6 separate regions of the Mus musculus genome follow, and all the other regions are linked to region 1. A link is a contact called in public ChIA-PET, HiCAR-type and HiChIP or PLAC-seq data. All regions are on one chromosome and are shown on one strand. Each heading gives the region's core, a stretch centred on a gene start, on an enhancer-like site or on the middle of the called end of the contact. The rest is flanking DNA. Distances are from core to core; before and after follow the strand shown. Region 1 holds the start of Mtap (methylthioadenosine phosphorylase). Region 2 overlaps Gm12610 (predicted gene 12610). Region 3 has its middle 15 kb from the start of Ifnab. Region 4 overlaps Gm12610 (predicted gene 12610). Region 5 overlaps Gm12610 (predicted gene 12610). Region 6 has its middle 140 kb from the start of Dmrta1.

Region 1 (3,531 bases), core at 724-3,223:
TGTACGGGTATTGCTTTACTACTGACATAAACACCAGCTCTCACACCAAAGACAGTCTGAGAACTTGTTTTGGACCCAAGCATGAGTGGCCAGGGCAGGGAACACAGATTTAGTTCAACCCAAATTATGTTCCAGGACAGTAACAGTTTCACCAAGTTGTCATAGGAACGGAACAACGACAACAACAAAAGTCACACAGGAAAACACTTTGAATGTATTCCTGAAAACATCACACAGGTGACTTATAGGGAAGGATAGAGTGTAGGCTGCAGATGCTACCGATGAGGCTCGCCTTTGGGATTGGTGGGAGCTAGCTTTGTACACTCCAAAAGATTTACCCAATAGGCACAAGGACAATAAGGCACACAGAAAGGCAGATAGTAAGTACCACTTAGTGGGGCAAGACAGGGCAAGGTAGGCTCTGGGCCAGAAACTTTCCAACTCTCCACAAGCCTGATTAGTTCATCGGCCTCGTCGAATGCGAGTCGAGGGTACCTTTTCTCTGGGAACTTTCAGTTAACACTGCTGAGAAGAAGAAAACAGAATCTCCTTCCTTGGCTCCTTCCCAACCACAGAGAAATTTGTAGCTTTTTCTATATCTCGGGGGACCACCCTTAAGATAGCTGTCACCCAGGGCTGGCGAGATGGCTCAGCTGTTAAGAGTACTGTCTGCTCTTCCAAAGGTCCTGAGTTCAAATCCCAGCAACCACATGGTGGCTTACAACCATCCGTAATGAGATCTGATGCCCTCTTCTAGTGCATCTGACGACAGCTACAGTGTACTTAGATATAGTAATAAATAAACCTTAAAAAATGATAGCTGTCACCCAGGGTTGGAGAGATGGCTCAGGGGTTAAGAGCACTTGTAGAGGTAAATTCGGTTTCCAGAATCTATATCAGGCAGTTCACAGTTGCCTGTTACTCCAGCTTCAGGCTGGGTTCTGGACAAACACACACACACACACACACACACACAAACACAAACACACCTGCAGGTATTTGTGTGTGCATACATATAAATAATGAAATAAACTAAGAAAAAAAAAAAGATAGCTGCTGCCCAGCATTTTGTTTGGCGCAGCTTGTACCATCAAAGGCTATAATGAATTGTCCTAGTAGAGAAGGGATAGGGCCTCTCAGAGAGAGTATCCAGGGGAAAGGTCGCTGGGGTCAGAGTGGGTCTTGCTGGTATTGCATCACAGAGACACAGGTCCTGACCTGAATCCTGCTGTACCGTATGCTGCCCTGGCATAGAAAGTTTTGTTTTAATTTTTGCTTATTTTATTGGAGTGAGGATTGAAGCTAGTGTCTCCTTGGATGCTAGATAAACACTTTAGTGCTGAGCTAAATACCAAGCCCTCTGTTTATTTTTGAGATAGACTCTTAATATTGCTCAAGATGGTCTTGAACTCACTCTGTAACCAAGTAAGACTTTGAACTTGCCATACTGCTTGCTGACCAGACTTCATGAGTGAGTGGGATTACAAATCTGCATCACTAGCCATTGTATAAAGGAATTTTAAAAATGCCCCTTGCTGGTAGCATCAGGCTGGGTGTTGGGGAGGGTCCTGCCTCCTTAAAAGCTCCCCGCCAAACAGAAGCTAAATAAACCAGTTTGTAAATCAGAGCTGTGGGGGGCGGGAATCTCAAGCTAGCACTCTTCAGTTTCCCTCCGCCCTCCCCAAAGCCCAGGAATGCGGCAGGCCCTGATTTTACAGCCCTGGCCACCGGGGCAGCCAAGTCGCCGCAGAACTGGCAGTAATGCGCTACCTCACCATGTTCTTGTGAAACAGTTAAAAGACAAAGTGACAAGCACATCCTAAGTGGCTTTTCTATCTTGATCATAGACTCGCCATCAGGCTGCACAGTAACAACAGAAGCCCCGAGAAGCCGAAAACTCTGCAAGAGGGACGGGAGGCGGGAACCTGATTTGAGGAGGAGGGTGGAGGAGAACAGCCAATCCCGCGCTCCCCGGGAGGAAGAGGAGGAGCCAGAGCCCGTGGGTCCCCGCACTGCTCACTCCCGCGCCACGCCGGCCCCGCAGTCTCCTCCCGGTCCCACGCTGCGGCCCGCTGTGGACTTCCCTGGTGCAGACATGGCCTCGGGCTCCGCCTGCACGGCGGTGAAGGTGAGATCACCCTACAAGCTGTGAATGGGCCAGCCCTGCAGGGTTCCTTCTCGAGCCTCCAGGCTGTGTCCCCAGCCGGAGCGCCCCCCACCCACCGCTCAGCAGGGAGGGGACAGGGCGCGCGGCACCCAGCGCCACCCCGATGTCCCCAGCCTTTGAACTCATCTGCATTCCGGGCCCGAGCGGTGGTAACCGGGGCTCTGATGGGGAGTGGGGTAATAGAAGGGGGAGCGGGATGATGGAGGGGACTGCGCCCCGCTGCCACCCTCTTTTAGTACCACTCCCCCCCAGGCGGGAGCTGGCGCGTGGCTCAGCTCCTGCGGCTGCTGCGTCGGTCCCTCTAGTCTTACGGGACTTAAGCTTCCGCTACTTTGACTAGGCCCACGTGGGAGAGCTGGCACTTGCTCTTTTGCATGCTTCGGCTTCATTTCCCCCTCCAAACTTAGATTTCCTTTTGCTTTGTTTTACCTCGGCAGCGCAGAGCTGAGGGAGCTCTGAGACTTTTTAAATACTGAAACAGAGCGCGGACCGCTCTCAGACTGGAGGCCTCTGTCTTATAAACCGCTTTCCAACCTTGAAAGTTAGAGTTATTTTCTTAGGCCTTAGGTCCCCAGAGATCTGGACACAAGGGACTCTTGTGCGCCGGGAACAGCTGGCCAGATGAGAGCATGAGTTCTGAGAGTTGGAGTGAGCCTCCCTTGGGGAGTTTTAAACACATCCTGATTGATGGGTAGAGAGTGGAATAACGGAGCCCAGGAAACACTGGTGTTTAAGTCCTTTCTAGGCTGTTTATTATTAGCCAAGAACGCAGTTAATTTGATTCAGTTTAGGAATTTCTGACCCATGCTACAGGAAGTGCACAGTTTTCTTCAGGCATCCTTTTGATTGCCTGCAGTGCCGTTTGATGCCCTTGCAAGAGGCCCATCTCTGCATTTAGCCTTCAGCGTGCCAGGGCATTGTATACTGGGGCCCTGCAGGGCTTCATGAACCACTCAGGGTGAGGTTGCTGCATTCGGTCATAGGGGCCAACTTTTTCTTTTCTCCATTTTGAAAAGGATTATTTACATTTATAGAAAGCCATGGTTCCAGTCAGCAGGAACGGGGCAGAAAGGGTCTTCATGTGCAAGGTACAGTAGGTACTTATTTATAAAGTGGAGATTTTAACATATTGTGGGCTGGAAATTTCACTGAGGTAGAGGCCTGTGATTTGAAGATAGATCTATTTGTCATCTCTGTCCCACAATGTGAGTAAAACCAAATAGCTAGAACTTCACACTTAATCAGTCCAGTCAGGATAATACTATCTGTGCAAGGACCAGCATATCTCAACAGAAAGAATTTGCTTTAATCTGGTTAGCCTTCTGCCCAACACACAGTTTCCCTGCAAAATGAATGTGGTCCAC
Region 2 (3,386 bases), core at 862-3,361, 370 kb after region 1:
ACTTGGTTCCCTTTTCCACTCATCTTTCATTTTTGAATTGGTGACCGATATCTGTAACAGAACATGAACGTCCCAACAAAAACATTTTAATTAAATTTCTTTCGCGTTCAAACCTGGAAAGAAATTAAGTTTGACTGATATTTTCAAGACGCCATCTCCCTCCCCACTCTCCTCGCCTGCATTTCTTTTCTAATTCTGAACACTTCTATCGAACTGATAATTGTCCATACCTTTTAGAGTCCAGGATGATGTTTTCGTCAGGTATATATTTCTGAGTTTGCTTTTCTAATATTGTTTTTAACACAGGTGGCTTTGTTATGAATGCTTCAAATAATACATAACAATAAATAATAAATAATAGATGCTAATCATTCTGAAATATAGCTACAAACACACACATGTGTAAAAGCCCATTCTGGTGTACTAACATATACATATTTTATAGTACTGGGCATTGACCCTAGAGCCTCACAGTGACTATGCATTCCATCACTGAGCTAAATCTTCAAGCCTGTTTTTAGGTTTTTTTTTTTGTTTTTTGTTTTTTGTTTTGTAGGATAGTGTCTCACTAAGTTGCCCAGGTTGGCCTTGAATTTACTCTGTAGTCTAGGCTAGTCTCAGACTTGCAGTTCCTGCCTCTATTTCCTAAGCAGGCCTCTGATATGAAGACTGATGACCATGTACATTTTTTAAAAAATAAATGCATAAAATAACAAGAGGCCCTAAGCTGATTAAAATGAGTAATAGAATCCTAATAAGCACAAATGATGTTTAGTGGTAATTAGAACAGTTGTCATAATATGAAAATATCTGACATATTAGAGAAAATGCTCGTTATTATTCTAATGACCACAATTTCTGCTTTTTCTTCTCATAATAGTCAGAAATACTAAGTTATGAGACACCAGTTATAAAAACAAATACATAGCATTTCCCTACTCCATTTTATAGATCCTGTGAATGGAAGGGGCTATGGAGCCCACGTAAGGACCTTTGCTTTGAGCTGGTCACTTACTGCTGTCAGGGGCATGATGGCACCAAAAACCTGGTAATCTTTCAGACTAGGATTTCAGCTTTACTTTCATTACTGGATCCTCACAGAGATGGTGGTTCGAGGCCCTTTGATTTCTCTGGTTGAAGGATTTTGCCTGTAGGTGTCTGATGCAGATTTTCTTTTCTCACACACTGGCTACAAGGGTGACATGGGAGAGTTGCTCAGTGTGCCTTTGACACCATTGTCTTTTGGGAATCCCAGCTTCGGGGCTGTTTTTCAACTTATTGGCATGGAGTCCTAGGTCCTCCTGAATCACAAAGACCCACAAGGCAAATGCTGATTCTGGTCCTTGGATGGCTCTGTGGTTATGTGATTTCTCGTCACTTCTGATCTCTCAGAATTTCCCTGACTTTCTCAGATACACATTCATTTTTCAAAAGAAAATCACTCTACAAAGCTTCCGTTTTTGTTTCCTGTTGGATGACCTTCTCCTGAGAGGGTTTCTTTGGGTAGCTAGAATATTGTCCTGATTCTGATCAAATTAATCTTGCCTAATCCTGTTTGATGCTTGCAGACATCCTATGACATAGCTCATCAGAGATGAAGAGAGGAGAAAGTAAGCAGCCTTTTGGTTTGATCAATAAATGAGTGAATTTTTATGCTACCACATAAATGAGTAATGGTGTATTTTGAGGTTATGCGACATGCCATCACGTTGACGAATTAGGAATACCCCTCTTTGGAGAGAGTGGTACCTTTTTAACTTGCTCCAGGAAAAATAAAAAGAAAAAATAAAAAGAATTTATATACATTGCCATTATAAACAGTCTTTTAAGAGAAAAGTTCTCTGAAATGGACCCACACTGTCCTGTCATTTACTACCCCCTCTTCTACACTGCTAGGTGTGTTTCTCTTCTTCTCCTCTCCTCCTTCTTCATCCTCCTCCTCTCCTCTCTTCCCTCCTTCTTCTTTTTCATTTTATTAATTTTTTTTTAAAAAAAAACCAGCCTCATTATGAAGTTCCTGCATTTCTACTCTGTACCATGGCCTGATGGGCTCCTTGCTCATTTTTCTGGGGATTGCGAGGTGTCTGGTGTCTGTCTTGCAGTGTTCCTTGTTGAGATGAGTCACAACAGAAATGCAATCTCAGACATTTCTTCTGCCGTGCAGCAGACCATGAAGCAAAGCAGAGGGCAATCTGTTTATAAGTCAAACAACTACACTTGCAGAGAAAGCTAAGCAGTCAGCTTTGTCCAGGCTGGGAAGCCAATCTTACTGAATTTCTTTGCTTGGGCTACTACAAAATGAGCTCAACACAATACACAGGTCTACTGGGTCCCTTAAAGAAGCCTGCACAGGGGTTCACCTAAGCTGCACAAAAAATCTCCATCAGTTTCTCTCATCCCCCTCCCCCTTTCAATCGGCAAGTGTTTTGTAAGCACCTGCAGTGAGCAGACAGCAAGCAAGGAGGTGGTAAAATCCACAGGGAAGCATAAGGAAATGATTAACACGTTTGGTTTGTTAGGACTGCTAAGTGCAAATGGCCTTAGAGGCATAAAGCGCTGGCTCCACACATTTGTCTTTCTACTCTGCTGCCCGTATTTTTGCTGGTTTTCCCCAGCTGGCCTTGCTGGCCCCTCAAGGTTTTTCTTTTTCTTCATTCTTTTCCTGTCTTCCTGCGCATGTGCCAATTGATTACTACACATTATCAGTGCTTTCTCTCAAGAGCAGGCCATCTCAGGTCAGGCCCCTCATTCTGAGCCCTCCTAGGACTAACTGAGGTACTTCATCATATAGACACATTTCCCCCCGGAACTTCTCTCGTCTCTTTTCTGTTCCAGCCCCAGCAGTTTATACCTGCCCACCTGCTTTGGCTTTTTCTCTTGCTCATTTACGCACTTATTTATGTGTGTTAACTTCCCAAGAATTCTCTCTTAACATTTCAAAAGTATCTCTCATCTTTCATTATGAGTTGTTTGCAACTCCTACAAACCTAATGCTGCAAAATTAGTTCTTATATTTTTTGAGATTATAATATAATTAATTACATCATTTCCCCCTTCCCTTTCCTTCCTTCAAAGCTTCCCATAAACCCTTGCTTGCTCTTTCTCAGATTCATGATGTCTTTTTTATTCATGATTGGTGTGTGTACACACACACACACACACACACACACACACACACACACACATATATATTCCTAAATATATATGTACAACTGCTCAACCTGATTAATATTACTTGTACGTATGCGTTCAGGGCTGACCACTTCGTGTTACATAAGCAATAATTGGTTATTGGATAATTAGTGTGCCCTTCCCTGGGGAAGACTATTTTCCCATTATCAAGGTTCCTTAGTTGAAAATCTGATTTTTTTTTAATCTTCAACAAC
Region 3 (3,606 bases), core at 60-2,559, 430 kb before region 1:
GGTATTCTCAGATTTCTGACAGGGTTGAAAGACTATTTATAGTCTCATAGCCAACCCAGGCTACTTACACTGAGAGAACAGATTTGAGAGAATGGTTTTCAGATGATTTACAATCTAAAGCCAGGACATAATTCAAATGTATAAGTCTTTTAAGTTAGGATAGATGACAATGTTCTATTTTAATGACAAAAATGATGGGCTGGGTGTTAGGTCTACCTTATATCTTATAAATTACAGAATGGTAATAGTAGTGCTCAATTTATATTTGAGAGAAAAGTTTTTGTTTTAAATTTGAACAGAAAAGGTAATGTATAAAGGTAATTTTCCCTGTCCAATTAATTAAATTATTTATAGAACAAGAAGCCTGTGATTGGACAGGGAAAAGGGAGGCAGAGCAAGGAGGGGCAGAGACGGAGATGGAGGAGAGAGGTAGGAAGAAGGAAACAAGATGGAGGATAAACAGGATAATTCAGATTCCATGTGTTTTTAAAGCCACAGGTAGATAGATATGGTATCATATAGGGATAGAGTAATTGGGGTAATTTGTCTAATCTAGGTGGGCAGCTTGTATCATTATCAATTGGCCCTGAATTTATTGTGTGGGCATCTTGTGTATTAAGAATTTATTGATACATAAATCTGATTGATTAATTAGAAGCTTCTAGAGTTCTGATTTTACCGGATTACTGTGGATTGTGACAACTAGACACTGGGGATAAGGGTAGAGAAGTATGCTCAGTGTCTAAATCCTCAAGGGAATACTGCATATTTCACTTTGATACAGGACACCAACTGCCTTCCAGTATTCCTATCTACAGTCTTATCCTAGCTGAATATAAAGTAAGAGCTGTTCCCATGTGAGGAGTGACTGTTTTCCAGTCTTCTTCAGAACTCTTCCTTGATGTGTTTTCTTGGAAAAAAAAATGCTCTGAAGATGTCTACTAAGATATGTAAAATATTTTAATATTATGATGCATTTTTATAAGTCTTCCTTCAATTACAATGTGTAGCTGTTAGGATTACCAAAAAAAAAAAAAAAAATGATCCTCAGCAATATGAAGAAAATCTCCATTCAATGATGAGATTTCAGAATGACCAGAATGTGCCCCAGTCCCGGTTGCTGCCCTTGGTAAACTTACTTTCCAGGCATAGCACTTCCCTGGGTTTCCCTTAACCCAGAAGCACTACATCCTGCAAGCTTCCTTTGGGTACAGCATTAAATTATATGGAACAGCTATTAGGAGTGCTCTCTAGCAGATGCATCACAAAACACAGACGTTTCATTGAACTTCTGCTTTCTATTTGTGGCTTCTGCTCTTTAGGGAAACTGCTGAGCTGAAACCAGACGGAAGAGAAAGCAGCTATGTGTGAACAGGCAGAAAGGTGAAGGGAGAGATGACAGAGGTCACATGGCAAAGGTGACAGCTATCCAATCACTAACTGAACATCACAGGCCTTCTGCACTTTCCTCCAAACGTTTTCCCATTGAGCCTCCTATCTCCTAACTAAATGTAAGAGTCTTCCTTCAAATGAAGATCTCTCCTGACCTGTGGTGCTTCTCTGCCTCCCCAGACTTCAAAACCTACTATTACCTATTTAAGCTGCTCCCTTTGAAGTCAGCTACTGAGTAGTGGCTACATTGCCTAACAATTTTAGAGAAAAAAATAATACATTGAAAAGTATTTTTCAATATTTTTATAATATTTCACATACAATAAAATATTGGGAGATACTTGATCTAGAACAGCAGGTGTTGTGTGTGTGTATGTATGTGTGTGTGTGTGTGTGTGTGAGAGAGAGAGAGATGTGTGAGAGAGAGAGAGAGAGAGAGAGGGTCCTGAGAGAGAACCAGGAGATCATAAGATAAAGGATTGAAAATAGAGAATATAAGAGTTTGAAGGATTTGCACAAGCTATATCTCATGCCAAGCAAACTTACTTAAAGAGTATAGCTCTGTATATACTATTTCCAGGAGAGAAATGGTAGTCAGCAGAAACCAACATACAAATAGAAATAAGTCAGCAAAATGCTAACAGTGTTGTACAGGGAGGACACAGGGTGTCTCAAGAGCACTGTAGACGGAGCATACAGCAGCCTTGGGGCTCATCACCATAGTCCCATAGAGTAGGAAGAACTGGGTTCTCATGGTCCTAAGCCACAGCTCTCCCAAGGCGCTGGCTCCAACATATTATTGGCTCTGCCACACTGTGTTCCTTCTCCATAAATCAGTGGTTCAGGGAAAACCTCACTTGATCAGTCCAGCTCTTAACAGATACCTAGCATATTTAAAATATTATGTATGGAAGACAATAACTAAGTGTTTTACAATGCACGTTGTTTGCTGTTCAGAACAACCATGTAAGCACTTTGACTTTATTTTAATCCAGAGAAAACTAAGGCTTGGAGAAAATGAAGTGATTGAACATCACACACACACACAAACACACACACACACACACACACACACACACATCTCTAAACAGAGAAGAATTTCAACACAAAGTTATGTTCTCTGTACAGCTGTGTTGCAGGTTTTGTATTTTCAGTTCCTTTAATAGTTTCCAGTCCCCTTTGCCCTAGAATTGCATACATTTCTCTTGTTTACTGGATCCCATGGTTCATTTTGCAATTTCAGCTAGTCAAGAACTCTTTTCTATGTGTGATGTTGAAGATCTGAGAATTCTGTTAATGTGTTTGGGACTCACAAGGTCCTGTAATATTTTTAAAGTGAGGGAATTAAAGGAGATAGTGGAAAGGAATTCCTTATCCTGTGTCCCTGTTCCAGGAATTGGATGCTCTGAAGTCACAGTAGAAAGCATGTGACAATGATGCCCACCAGCACATTGTGTAAGCACAGCACAATAGCCTGGGTGTGGCGCTTCTTTAAAATGATGAGAGCCAACTCTCCAGCCTTTTTGGAACTCATAATTCTGCCATTTGGGACTCTTCCTTTGGGGTAGTTCCTATGGATATATCTTTGTGTTTATAAAAAATAAATTCCCTTAGAGTTGAACACAACAATGTAACTTAATACTCTTAAAACTATCTAACGATTGAATGGATTTATCTCAAAATTACAATACAAATGAAGGTTTGAAATGTCAGACAGTGAGAATCATTTCTGTTAGAATAAGACTCAATTTTGTCAGCAAGTTGGCTGAGGAAGACAGGGCTCTCCAGAGTTCTGCTCTACCTACCTGCCAGGCACAGGGGCTGTGTTTCTTCTCTCAGGTTCACAGGGATCCTGTGGAAGTATTTCCTCACAGCCAGCAGGGAGTCAGGGGAGTCTTCCTGGGTCAGGGGAGGTTCCTGCACCGCCACCTGGTGCATCAGACAGCCTTGCAGGTCACTGAGCTGTGGTGGAGGTCATTGTAGACTGAGTCTAGGAGGGCTGTTTACCAGGCAGCAGATGAGTCCTTTGGAAGATTCTCATTACCTGTTAGGTCAGTCATGGCTTGAGCCTTCAGAATCTACTCAGCATCCACCTTCTCCTGGGGGAATCCAAAGTCCTTCCTGTCCTTCAGGCAGGAGAGAGGGGAGAGTCTCCTCATTTATGCCAGGAGTGTCAAGGCTCTCATGTTCCTGAGGTTATGAGTCTAAGGCAGG
Region 4 (3,440 bases), core at 404-2,903, 290 kb after region 1:
GCTCACATCTCCTGGATTTGGGGACTACAGGCTTCCTGCAATCATGTACCATGACTCGTTGATTCATGAACATTCATGCAGGACATTAATAGCATCATTTTTCCACCTAGACCTGCATTGCCTGCATTATTCTTTACATGACATAGAGTTTGTAATGGATTCTTTCTCTGTATCTATCATCCAGTGTCTACAAACACCATGGCTTTAAGGCAGTGGAAATCAATGCAGAGTTGTAGGGGTGGTAAATTCAGTCAGGATATCAGCAGGCTCTTGCCATCCACACAGGTTATATAGGAGAATTTTCTGAACTTCCAGTGTCTTCAGGAAGTTTTCATCTGGAAGTTACCTCACTGTATTTTCTGCTATCTCTTTTCTCTCAGCCTCTTCTCTGTGTGCTTCTATAAGGACATTTATTATTGGATTTCTTGCCTACTGTGACTAACTGAGTTAATTCATCTTAAGTTAATTCTTAAGTTTTCATATAAAAATCATATTAGTAAACTTGGAGGATTATGATATGGAAATATTTTTGGGGGGTGATCTACCCACTGCATTAGCCAGATTGGACAGTTCTAGAAAATACAGACAGAATGGAGAAGTTGAAGTTGTAGCCATTCCTCAGGGTAAAGAAATGAAATGAAGACAAGACCAAAGAGGGAACTTTTATCTCAATCCTGGTTTGCTATAAGAATCAAATAACCTTAATCTTTGGACTTCCACACATTAGCAAACTGAGTCAGGGAATACTTAGTTCCTGTGAATCACTAATTCAACCTTGGTTTACTGTGTAATGTGGTTAATTGCTTGACCTTGGCCATGGATCCATAGATCTTTTAATAGGTTTACTGCTTTCAGTTGACTAAAATTACAACCATCGAAAATACTCTGTGAGCACGGGCATTTTAATGAATGTAGACACATGACTCTGACTCTTTTTTTTCCTGAATGAGGGGGTGCTACTAAGATCACAGAAGATGTGAATCTAGGTAATGCTCAAGAGTAGACACAGAGCCAGGCTGCATGCTCTCTGACAACTCTGCCATGCCACATGAGCACCAGGAAGCCACTCCCCCTAAAAAAAAATCTAGTCATGGGATTATAAAACACTTCACAGACAGTCCTAAGTCCAAGTGAAGGTTTCAGTCAGAGTAGTCAGAGCTATGAGGAATTTGAGGCAAATCAAATATTCGGGAGTGTAGTAGCACGTATTTCTATATGCTCAATAATTTAGAAATCTTACTTATGCATCCTGACAGATTACATCCTGCATTCTAGTGCTTCCTATTGGGAAAAGTGTGTGTGTGTGTGTGTGTGTGTGTGTGTGTGTGTGTGTGTGTGTGTGTTGCAGAGAGCTATACAGACAACCATACCCAGTCTCATACACACTCCCGTCACAACTAGGGTTTAGTGATGTGAACTAAGGTGTGGGCTTTTTGTTTGTTCCTTTGCTTTTGTTTCTCTTTTGCTGTGGCACGAAATCCAGGGCAGTGAAAAGCCCAGGCAGGGGGTTTGCCAGAGTGTAAACCTGGGCAGCCTTGCTCAGCTCTTGGTTGAGTGTGGAGTTGTTGGCGGCCAGAGGGTGGTTGCCTGGAGAGAGCAGCCTGACATTCTTGCACGCTGACATCAAGCTGCCAAGTTGCTGCCCTCTGGTGAGTCAACAGCAAAAGGCCTACATGGTCCGAGAGTGGCTGTCCAATCAGAAGCTGTGGTGGCTACCTCAGAAATGTGTCCAAACCTCAGCATTCTGCAGGCTTCAAACAGCTCCTTCTGAGAAAGAATGTAGGCATGATTAAAGCTACGAGAAACACACAACCTGTAATCACAGCAACAGTGAGATAGATCCCGCATTTGCTTCTAAGGCCAGCTTGTTGGATTTTAGTCAGCGGAACCTAGAGAACCTAGAGAACAGATTGAAGACCTGATTGGTGGACTGAGAGTTTTCTGTATACTGAGATCAAGGTGTCCTTGAATGGTACTGCTGGTCTGTGACAGCAGTGGGCTCCACTAGCAGGTATTGCAACTCAGCAGCAATATCTCCAGTCTGCCATCTCTTTCAGTGAGAATTCATATGCACATGTGTATACTGAGGTAGAAACTTATGGTAGAGCCTCTTCTCTCGTGTCCTTAGTAGAGGTGGATGTGTCTTCCACTGAGCAGGGATGTGATGGATGATGCAAGAGGCAGATTATTTGCTTAGTGCAGCACAAGCCTGCTCACCAGCTAAGAGCAGAGTCCTTTCCACAGCACTGCCACCATATGGCACTGCCATATCATAGAGGCCATAAAGGGGAATGGCACTGTAAAGATTAACTAGATTTTGCTTGGCAAGGTCAGGCATCCAGATAACATGCTGTAAATGGCAAGAAGGAGAAAGGGGATCTATATGACATTGGTGGCAGTGGCTTTCCTCACAGCCCAGCCCATCTGATTTGGACTGTCCATTGTCCTCTTAAAGATGCCCAAGAAAGCTGTATGGTTTTGTGGGTAAGGCAGTCTTGAAGCTTTGCCTATGTGGAATGGTAATGTCACTAAGAAAGAGACAGGATTTGGATAGGATGGGGACAGTAGCATACCACCAACTCTAAATTCCCCATGAGCCTGAGTTCTCTTCCATGTGACGTCTCCTACAAGGATGGCGTGTTCTTTCAGCGCCCTTTACCTATTTGTCTATTCATTCAAAGTTATATTTTCTCACATCCAAAGCATCAGGTATCAGGGGTTTACTGCTGTTTTTTTTATTTTTTATTTTTTTCCAAAAGACTAATAGTTCACACAAAGAAACAGAAAAAATTGATATACAATATAACCAATATTTTAATATATACCACAACAGAATAAAAACTCCTGTCAAATGCTGTTAAAATTTGAATCTTAAATGTACCCATAGGCTCACATTTTGAGCATTTAGTCTCCAACTGATGACAATATTTGGAAAGTTTCTGTAGATTTTGAGATTGGAGCTTAGCTGAAGAAAGTGGGTCACTGAGGTGCCTCTTCTCCATGATAGTCTTCTGTTGCTGTCTCTGCCTGCCATGGTGTGAGCTGAGTGCTTCTGCCTCTGCCTCAATGGGCTGAATTCCCTGAAACCATGAGCTGAAGCAAATCCTTTTTCTTCATGTAATCTGTTACTGTTGCATCACAGCAATGCTAGAGCGATTAATTTAAAATCTAAGAGCTTTCATAGAATGTGTATATACATGTCTGCATTGTGGTTCAAATGGAAGTTTCACTGTAACTCCATTCAGAAGAAACAGACATCTAGACAGATGAAATAGCAGCTAGGAGACAAAGAATAAATCTAGACATTTTGACTTTATATTTGAGTCCTTAAGTATCCAGTTATAGACTTAAGGAAAGCTGTTTGACTCTGTGGCATCCACAGACATAAGTCAGTTCATGGCTCTTTAAATGAGGGATATTGGGTGTGCTCGTTGGTGACG
Region 5 (3,440 bases), core at 497-2,996, 260 kb after region 1:
GAAGTCAAACAACAAGAACAATAACAACAACAACAACAAAGCTCTTCCCAACTTGACACCATTTGAAGCAGTTAGGTCCTTTCCTGATGGGGCAGTTTGTGCTGCATACATTCAGGGCAGGAGAGATAAAGGGCGTGTGGAATCTGGAGGTGTGTCTCAAAATCCAACAAGCAGTAGACCTTGTTAGTCAGGTCAGGAGAAAGTCGGAGGCTTTCCCTTTTAATAAATTATTGTAGATTATATATGAATTTAAAATATTTTATCATTGTATTTTTTACATGTATGGGTGTTTTGCCTTTGCGTATATGTATATATAGCATGTGTGACTGGTGCCAGGAAAGGACACTGGATTCCCTGGAACTGGAGTTAGCACACAGCTCTGAAGGTACTCTGGAAGAGCAGCCAGTGCTTTTGACTGTTAAAGTCATCTCATATCTCCAGCCCTTGTAGATTATGTGTATTCCACATACTTCTTTTTTTTTTTCCGTTTAATGATTTCCCCTGCACATTTTTTTCCCCATGTGGGATGAGTGTGCATTTTCCTTCTCTGTAAATCTGTTCTAAAATCCTTTCAAATCTTAGCTGAGGCTTTCTTAGGCAGTGTTTTGTTTGTTTTCTGAGATAGGGTTTCTCTGTGTAGCTCTCAGAGATCTGCCTACCTCTGCTTCCAAGTACTGGTATTAAAGGCATGTACCGCCATTGCTCCCCAATTCTTACTCAGTGTTTTAGGGTTCCAATTTCCTTCAGGAAAGGAGATGTGTATAATCTTGGGGTTTCCCCATGGTCTGGTAAAATGAAAAGTGTTAATGATTGGTTTAGATTTTTCCTACGATTGTTCGGATCCCACGAGAGAGCTAGGGAAGACCACAGTGTAGCCAGCCTTCTTGGGGAGACAGCAACACAAATGCCAGAGAAATTTTCCAGTTGGCTTTCTATCAGACTTTTTTTTTGTAGTTTTTTTTTTAAAGCACTGATTCATTCTCTTTGCTAAAATTCAAAGAAGTCAGTGAATAATGCAAATATTAGAGATCATTTAATTTCAGAAGCTTAATTTCTGAAAAAAGAGGAGAGCTAAGAGGGTGGGATTTCCCTGTTTTAAACAAGGAAAGGATTTGTGGTGCTTTTAGAAGGCTTGGCTCTCTTCCATATAATTCCATACATGCTCAGCTATTAACCCAAAGTGAGGTCAAAGTGCATTTGTTTTTATAGAACTGAAATTGCCTGCAGATGCTTTTATTCTTTGTTTCTTTCCCTTGCTCAGGTCAGCATTCCTCTGAGACAGCCTGACCCTTCTTCACTGACACAGCAACAGTCTGTCCATCCATCCATCCATCCATCCATCCATCCATCCATCCATCCATCTATCCATCCATCTAGCCTGCTTCTTAATCTTATGTTCACATACCCTTATATTGCATTCATTAGACTTTTTTTTTGAAAACTGTCAAAATGTCTTTCTAGGGATCCTGACACCCCTCACTCAGCACTTTTGATGGGGTTTCAGTACAGTCATCTAGGACAGCATTGCTTTACAGAAATGGATTTGATTGAAACCGCCTACAGCAGGTGAAATAGCCAGGTGCCCACATTACAGCTCTGAAAATATCCCTTTGTGGTACCTTGTGGTTTTAGTTTCTGAGAAATGATGATGAGGAGCTACAACAGAAGGCAAGAAATATCAGGAATGTCTGTTTGCCTGGGTGTATTCAGTCAGAGGTAGAGTCCTGTTTGTGTGTGTAAGACTGGGGTTTTCCCCCCTCGCCTGGTGGTAATGTTGCAAGAACAAACTTTCCCCTCACTGCCTCCCTAGGGTAAAATGGCTGCCAAGATATTTTGGAACAGAAACTTAAGAGTATCTTGGCCACTGTGAGACAGTAACAAGGGTCCTTTGATATTTTCTATGTTCTCTGTGGTCAAGCTGTCATCTGTTTTCTTCTGAGGTTCTGAGATGTCATAGGCCAATACTGGCTTGTGACCTGTTTCTTTGAAGGATATGCTGTAGGAGTTGGCTCCTATTTGCGTTGGAAGGCTTGAAGGAGCAGCTCTTTTCAGAGGAGTTCTCATGGAGACCACTAGGGAGGAAGAGGAGACCAAACACAATGGGAAATGTTTAACAATTAAAACCAGCTCTTGCCTGTGTGGTCCTGCGTTTTACATCACTTCGTGGAAATGGACAGCTGGGAAAAAGCCTGATAGATGATAGAGCCAGTGTCCTGTTAAGCATAGTCTATAACGTAGACAAGAAAAGGGCAACATATTCAGACTGTCAAGGAAGTTATCTAACAGCTACGATGACCACAGGCCACCAGACTGCTGGTCCATAGCTTTACAGTTACCTGACTGAGAAAATAGAAGAAAGGTTGGCTGAGCCCAACCCAGAAACGTTCCAAAAATGTACTATGGTTTTTCAGCGTGCTAACACTTTTTATTCATTTTCAAGTGAAGTTTTCATTATCTGAAAATATGAAACTTTAAAACACAAAGCCCACATTTCATCATTCAATTTATGAGTATAAGATATAAAAATAGTGTTGTTTTATATTTACCTACTTCTTTTTAAAATATAAAATGTAGGTGCTGGAGAGATGGCTTGATGGTTAGGAGTGTGGACTGCTCTTGCAGAAGACCAGAGTTTTATTCCCAGAACTCATGTTGGGCAGCTCATAACTGCTGTAATTCCAACTCCAGGGCATCTAAAAGCACCTACAAACACTCACCTACAATTAAAAACCATAACAAAACAATAAATGAATGTATAAAATGTTAATAAGCAGGAAAATTTCCACCACTCAGAATCAATCCCTGACTATAGTGTGTATTCTTTTTTCATTTATATTTCCCATATGTGTGTATGTATGTATGTATGTATGTATGTATGTATGTATGTATGTATGTTGTTGTATTTCTCTGTCTCTGTTTTTCCTTCTTTTGGGATAGTCTCACTGTGTATCCCTTGGCTAGCCTGAAACTCACTAAGTAGACCAGGCTGGTCTTGAATTCGTAGAGATACACCTGCTTCTGCCTCCTAAATGCTGGATCAAAGATGTGCCACCATGCCTGGAACCTTTTATATTTAAACTAAAGCCATATTTTTTTCTAGATTTATATTTTATCATGTATGTAACTTTTCCCTTCCTCCCTTCTTACCTCCCTCCATCCCTCTCTTTCCTCTTCCTCCTTCTTCTCCTTCCTTTTATTGGATGACTTCTGTCTCCACGTCTCAAGTGCTAACATGACAGGTATTTGCTACCCACCTGATCGATAACTGCCAAGTGAGTTGTAATATCTACTTTTGTGAGTTGTGCCTATACTTACGCACTCCTGTGTTATTACTGTTATTCCACAGCTTGTTGAATTTTTTTGTATCTTATAAAGAATGAGAAAATGACATAATGATGCAATATGTCTTGAGGTTTTTTTTGAACTAATTATCCAGACCT
Region 6 (3,638 bases), core at 211-2,710, 410 kb after region 1:
AGCCTCATAGGTTTCATTTGGAGTGAGATCAGTTTCTAAAATTTTCTTAGAACTCTAAGTCTGCCATCACAGTACAAGCCTAGTCCTAGGTGTCTGATCATTGTACTACCAGCAAGCTCACTTCATTTGTCTTCCTAAACACACTGGATGCTGCTTTTAAAACACCCAGACACACTGCATGCTGGTTTTAAAACTTCTGTTTGACCCTCTCCTATTTCCTCTTTGTTCCTGAATCCCTATTCCCCAACCATCAGTGTGAATGGAACCTATGTAAGTTGTGCCAAGGTGGCAGTAACAGAAGGCCACTTGGAGCTGTCAAAATTCCCTACATTCTGGTGACTTAAATACAGATAGAACTCACACCAACAGATGGATCCCTCTTATGAGTCTTAACAATGAGATTATAAAACACTCTTTAAAAGGATTTGCCAAACACATCATTTTGTCATATCAGGGGCAGTCTTTGAGAGACTCTAATAGGCAGGACTCATTTTCTATAAAACACATTGAGTTATGGCATAAGTCAAACCCTTTTTCTGATTCCAAACCTAGATTACTTATGTCTAAGCCTTCAGGTCTCTATTCTGGGTATAACACATAGCTAAATTACACTCCTAAAACTTGGAAACTGGACGGGCTCATCAATGCCTCAAAAGTCTGTCAAAGGACTTCTGACTCCAAGAGTTTATTAGTTCACAGTCAGTATATTTTGGGCCGAATTTGTGAATCAAATACTAATTGAAAAAAGTACAAAGACTATATGCTCAGTGGAGAGCTCACTGAGACACAAACCAAAACCCTTTTATGGACCCTCCTCTATAAGATGTCTTAACTCCCTTAATGGGCAATCATAGTCTCCACTTTCCTAGGTTCTGTGAGAAACATAACACATTACAACTTTTCATTTACTGCCTGCTGAACATGATTTAGTGGTCCCTCTAGGGCCTGAGCCTATCTCTGCCTTCTCAGGTACTGAGCAGGAGCATGGATTGTGACATCTGTCCTTCCCAGAGTCACATTTACTCAGGACTATACACTCTTGTCTTGACAGTTTCTCTTGCCTCAACAAAAAGAGCAGCGCCTACTTCGTTGTTAGTAGTCCGGACTTCACCTTCACTGTGTGTACAGAAACAGGGGTTCTTATGAACTCTGCCGTTTGCTATTCAAACACTCTAGAACTCAGAAACCAAATAATTATGCTAGCCCAAGGCCTTTCACAGGTACACGAGGTGCTAAATCTACTTCATAGCAGTTGGCCTTCAGAACTTCTTGGCTCTTGGTTTGTGGCTGCTGTTCAAGGTGGACACTGCACCACACACACAAAAAAGTAAGTAGGTTGCTTGCTTATGATAATAAATCTGGACAGATACAAAAACAATCAACACAATATCATCAAACATGCTGATGAGGCTTGGGTACAAGGATCAAAGGGAACGTTTGAATGGCGAGACTTTGAAACAAGTGAGAAAATGTGGTTTCCTGTTGATCTACTTTCTGGGGGTGCTTGTAGTCAGTTGTCTGCTTCCTGCATTTTGTTCCTGCATTTTAAACTTATGTGTCAAGTTTGTTTCCTCTGTGCTTCAACAGATCTATCTCTAAGGCTTTTATCCCTTACCCTCAGAAGTCTCTCTCCCTCCAAGTCCCCTGGGCCAGGAATGCAGACCTTCTAACAAAAACCACTCCAAACTGTAGTTCTTATTTTATAGCCTAGCATGGAATCTCTGCTAGAGTAACACATGATACATATGGGCCAGTGTGTTCCTTCTGCTTGGCTCAGAGAAGCCATTGAAGAAAAGGCCTCCAACCAGCTCTCTGGTAATTGGTTTGTTACACTGACAAGGTGGAATGTAGACGCAAGGCTATGATTAGAAAAACAGAAAGAAAACAGGTCTTTAGTTCAACTCTGGTTCAGAAAGTGCCCCCCCAAAAAACAAAAACAAAAACAAAAACCCAGACCTGTTCTACTCCTGTTGAGACCAATGAAAAGGTAGAGTATCATAGGCCTGTAAAACACCAACCAAGTGTATACATGGATGGGTCCATGGCTCCAGCTGCATATGTAGCAGAGGACTGCTTTATCTGGCATCAATGAGAGAGAAGGCCCTTGGTCCTGTGAAGGTTTGTTGTCCCAGTGTATGGGGATGCTAGAGGGGTGAGGTGGGAGTGGGTGGGTGGATGGAGGAGCACCCTCTTAGAGGCAAAGGAGAGGGGATGGAATGTGGGGTTTGTGGAGGGGAGACCTGGGAAGGGAGACAACACTTGAAATGTAAACAAATAAAATAACAAATTAATTTAAAAAAAATAAAAGAGAGAATGGCCTGTAACCTGGCTGTCACGAAGTGCAGCATTGCAAACCCATGCAAGAGCAGAGCACTGACCAGTCAGAGCTGTCCTCCTTTCCACTGTGTGACTAGAATGAGGGAGACCGAGTGCGTAGTAGCTTCTGCTAACCAAACAGGAAGGCTCCTAATTAGAAAACTCTCATCTTATCTTACGAGCCCATGCTGGCAGTTCTAATACTCCCATTGAAATGTGGCTAACAAACTTGTCAACTGTTTCAAGGAAAAAACACATAAACCAATCTCAGACAAGCCATTTCCTAAAGTTTCTAAGCTTAACAACTGTGTAAAGCGCTGGGCGGTGGTGGTGCACGCCTTTAATCCCAGCACTCAGGGGGCAGAGGCAGGCAGATTTCTGAGTTCGAGGCCAGCCTGGTCTACAGAGTGAGTTCCAGGACAGCCAGGGCTACAACAGAGAAACCCTGTCTCGAAAAACAAAAACAAAAACAAAACAAAACAAAACAAAACAAAACAAAACAAATCTCAACTGTGTAAAGCAAAAAAAGCCAAAAAGCTGGGGGAGGGGGGAATTTAAAACTAGAACCCCAAAGATGCTTAAACTTAGAATCATGCATGGCACAAAACTAGGGAAAATTAGAAAAAAAAAAGGTAAAAGAAAGTTCACTGTACATAAATCTATTATGCACACAATTGGACGTTTCAGGACTATTAAAGCCCAAGACACTTTAAACCACTTTTTACACATTTATTTCTAAATATTGATGGGTTGTTTCTAGCGGAAATGTTTTTGTTGCTGCACACACACACACACACACACACACACACACACACGCACACACACCCTGTAATGCTGACAGAGGGAAATGCATGGCTCTGTGGTCTTAACAGCTCAAGCAATACCTTTCTTCCAATTTCTGTACCCTTCTTCTATATCATTAGGCACTAATTGCCCCATTATAGTGCTTTGGGACAGTCTTAAAATTGTGCCCCAGGCTTTTCAGCAAATTCAGCTTTAAAGTAAATGTCCCCAGCAGTCAGAGAATTATTTACTAAACACAGTACAGAGTTTCTTCTCGAACGAAGGCTTAAGCCCTTACACACTTGCTAAGTCTCTGTTACAAAATCTGTGGGTCCTTAGTGGGGAAATTGCTGTTTCTCATTACTCGCCCTTCTTCCCCACAAGCATCAAAGTGAAAAAGGAACCTTTTGCACTCAGCGTCCACAGATCCACACAGTTATCTTTAACCCATCTGAGGTTTCTTTATATTTAATCATTTTGAAGAAGGGGAAGCGAGAGACTCTGAATTGAGCCATTATTTATAAGGAGAGTTAGGCCCT

Evidence for each region. ChIA-PET counts read pairs in DNA pulled down with a chosen protein or histone mark. HiCAR-type assays count read pairs that join an accessible place to other places. HiChIP or PLAC-seq counts read pairs in DNA pulled down with a chosen protein or histone mark.
Region 2: an H3K4me3 HiChIP or PLAC-seq map of bone marrow-derived macrophages shows a contact between it and region 1, with 8 times the contacts expected there. The contact joins the enhancer-like site here to the promoter of Mtap in region 1. A contact is called at or near these places in 1 of 39 promoter capture datasets (the C10 cell line), 2 of 15 datasets of contacts at CTCF or cohesin (the NIH/3T3 cell line and large pre-B cells), 17 of 484 Hi-C or Micro-C datasets (CD8 T cells, ECoMG myeloid progenitors, Th2 cells and 12 more), 21 of 115 datasets of contacts at active chromatin or transcription factors (the 230-238 cell line, bone marrow-derived dendritic cells, bone marrow-derived macrophages and 17 more) and 1 of 9 other capture datasets (adipose tissue).
Region 3: an H3K4me3 HiChIP or PLAC-seq map of bone marrow-derived macrophages shows a contact between it and region 1, with 4 times the contacts expected there. The contact joins the enhancer-like site here to the promoter of Mtap in region 1. A contact is called at or near these places in 4 of 484 Hi-C or Micro-C datasets (CD4 T cells, the G1E-ER4 cell line and embryonic stem cells), 2 of 115 datasets of contacts at active chromatin or transcription factors (astrocytes and bone marrow-derived macrophages) and 1 of 9 other capture datasets (liver).
Region 4: a HiCAR-type map of astrocytes shows a contact between it and region 1, with 2.3 times the contacts expected there. The contact joins the enhancer-like site here to the promoter of Mtap in region 1. A contact is called at or near these places in 1 of 39 promoter capture datasets (cranial neural crest), 1 of 15 datasets of contacts at CTCF or cohesin (the NIH/3T3 cell line), 15 of 484 Hi-C or Micro-C datasets (the HL-1 cell line, Sertoli cells, bone marrow-derived macrophages and 9 more), 9 of 115 datasets of contacts at active chromatin or transcription factors (astrocytes, bone marrow-derived macrophages, cardiomyocytes and 5 more) and 1 of 9 other capture datasets (liver).
Region 5: a contact with region 1 is called in a BATF HiChIP or PLAC-seq map of CD8 T cells, with 9 read pairs. The contact joins the enhancer-like site here to the promoter of Mtap in region 1. A contact is called at or near these places in 2 of 39 promoter capture datasets (the C10 cell line and neural stem cells), 3 of 15 datasets of contacts at CTCF or cohesin (CD8 T cells, the NIH/3T3 cell line and pro-B cells), 5 of 115 datasets of contacts at active chromatin or transcription factors (CD8 T cells, bone marrow-derived macrophages, fibro-adipogenic progenitors and 2 more) and 1 of 9 other capture datasets (adipose tissue).
Region 6: a contact with region 1 is called in an RNA polymerase II ChIA-PET map of memory CD8 T cells, with 56 read pairs. The contact joins the enhancer-like site here to the promoter of Mtap in region 1. A contact is called at or near these places in 2 of 39 promoter capture datasets (the C10 cell line and liver), 2 of 15 datasets of contacts at CTCF or cohesin (CD8 T cells and the NIH/3T3 cell line), 3 of 484 Hi-C or Micro-C datasets (CD4 T cells, the HPC-5 cell line and bone marrow-derived macrophages), 17 of 115 datasets of contacts at active chromatin or transcription factors (the 230-238 cell line, CD8 T cells, the NIH/3T3 cell line and 13 more) and 2 of 9 other capture datasets (adipose tissue and liver).

Annotation. Positions count from the first base shown.
Region 1 is chr4:89,135,397-89,138,927 of GRCm38.p6, forward strand. It overlaps Mtap (methylthioadenosine phosphorylase), which reads left to right and starts at 1,974. Exons shown (of 8, transcript NM_024433.2): 1 at 1,974-2,128. The coding sequence starts at 2,096.
Region 2 is chr4:89,506,135-89,509,520 of GRCm38.p6, forward strand. The region is part of intron 7 of Gm12610 (predicted gene 12610); the gene reads left to right. Among named protein-coding and RNA genes, the nearest start is that of Dmrta1, 180 kb to the right of the region's middle. Within about 2 kb of position 2,112, at least 40 of the 459 cell types and tissues checked have an H3K27ac peak or open chromatin away from gene starts, as enhancers often do. A contact at or near this core is called in the NIH/3T3 cell line, bone marrow-derived macrophages, embryonic fibroblasts and 2 more, where this site is marked.
Region 3 is chr4:88,704,777-88,708,382 of GRCm38.p6, forward strand. It overlaps the pseudogene Gm13282. Among named protein-coding and RNA genes, the nearest start is that of Ifnab, 15 kb to the left of the region's middle. Within about 2 kb of position 1,310, at least 44 of the 459 cell types and tissues checked have an H3K27ac peak or open chromatin away from gene starts, as enhancers often do. A contact at or near this core is called in bone marrow-derived macrophages, where this site is marked.
Region 4 is chr4:89,426,453-89,429,892 of GRCm38.p6, forward strand. All of the region lies in intron 5 of Gm12610 (predicted gene 12610), which reads left to right. Among named protein-coding and RNA genes, the nearest start is that of Cdkn2b, 120 kb to the left of the region's middle. RefSeq lists an enhancer at 1-2,652. Within about 2 kb of position 1,654, at least 81 of the 459 cell types and tissues checked have an H3K27ac peak or open chromatin away from gene starts, as enhancers often do. A contact at or near this core is called in the NIH/3T3 cell line, astrocytes, brown adipocytes and 4 more, where this site is marked.
Region 5 is chr4:89,391,770-89,395,209 of GRCm38.p6, forward strand. All of the region lies in intron 4 of Gm12610 (predicted gene 12610), which reads left to right. Among named protein-coding and RNA genes, the nearest start is that of Cdkn2b, 82 kb to the left of the region's middle. Within about 2 kb of position 1,747, at least 25 of the 459 cell types and tissues checked have an H3K27ac peak or open chromatin away from gene starts, as enhancers often do. A contact at or near this core is called in CD8 T cells, the NIH/3T3 cell line and adipose tissue, where this site is marked.
Region 6 is chr4:89,549,256-89,552,893 of GRCm38.p6, forward strand. No RefSeq gene overlaps it. Among named protein-coding and RNA genes, the nearest start is that of Dmrta1, 140 kb to the right of the region's middle. Within about 2 kb of position 1,461, at least 27 of the 459 cell types and tissues checked have an H3K27ac peak or open chromatin away from gene starts, as enhancers often do. A contact at or near this core is called in CD8 T cells, effector CD8 T cells and memory CD8 T cells, where this site is marked.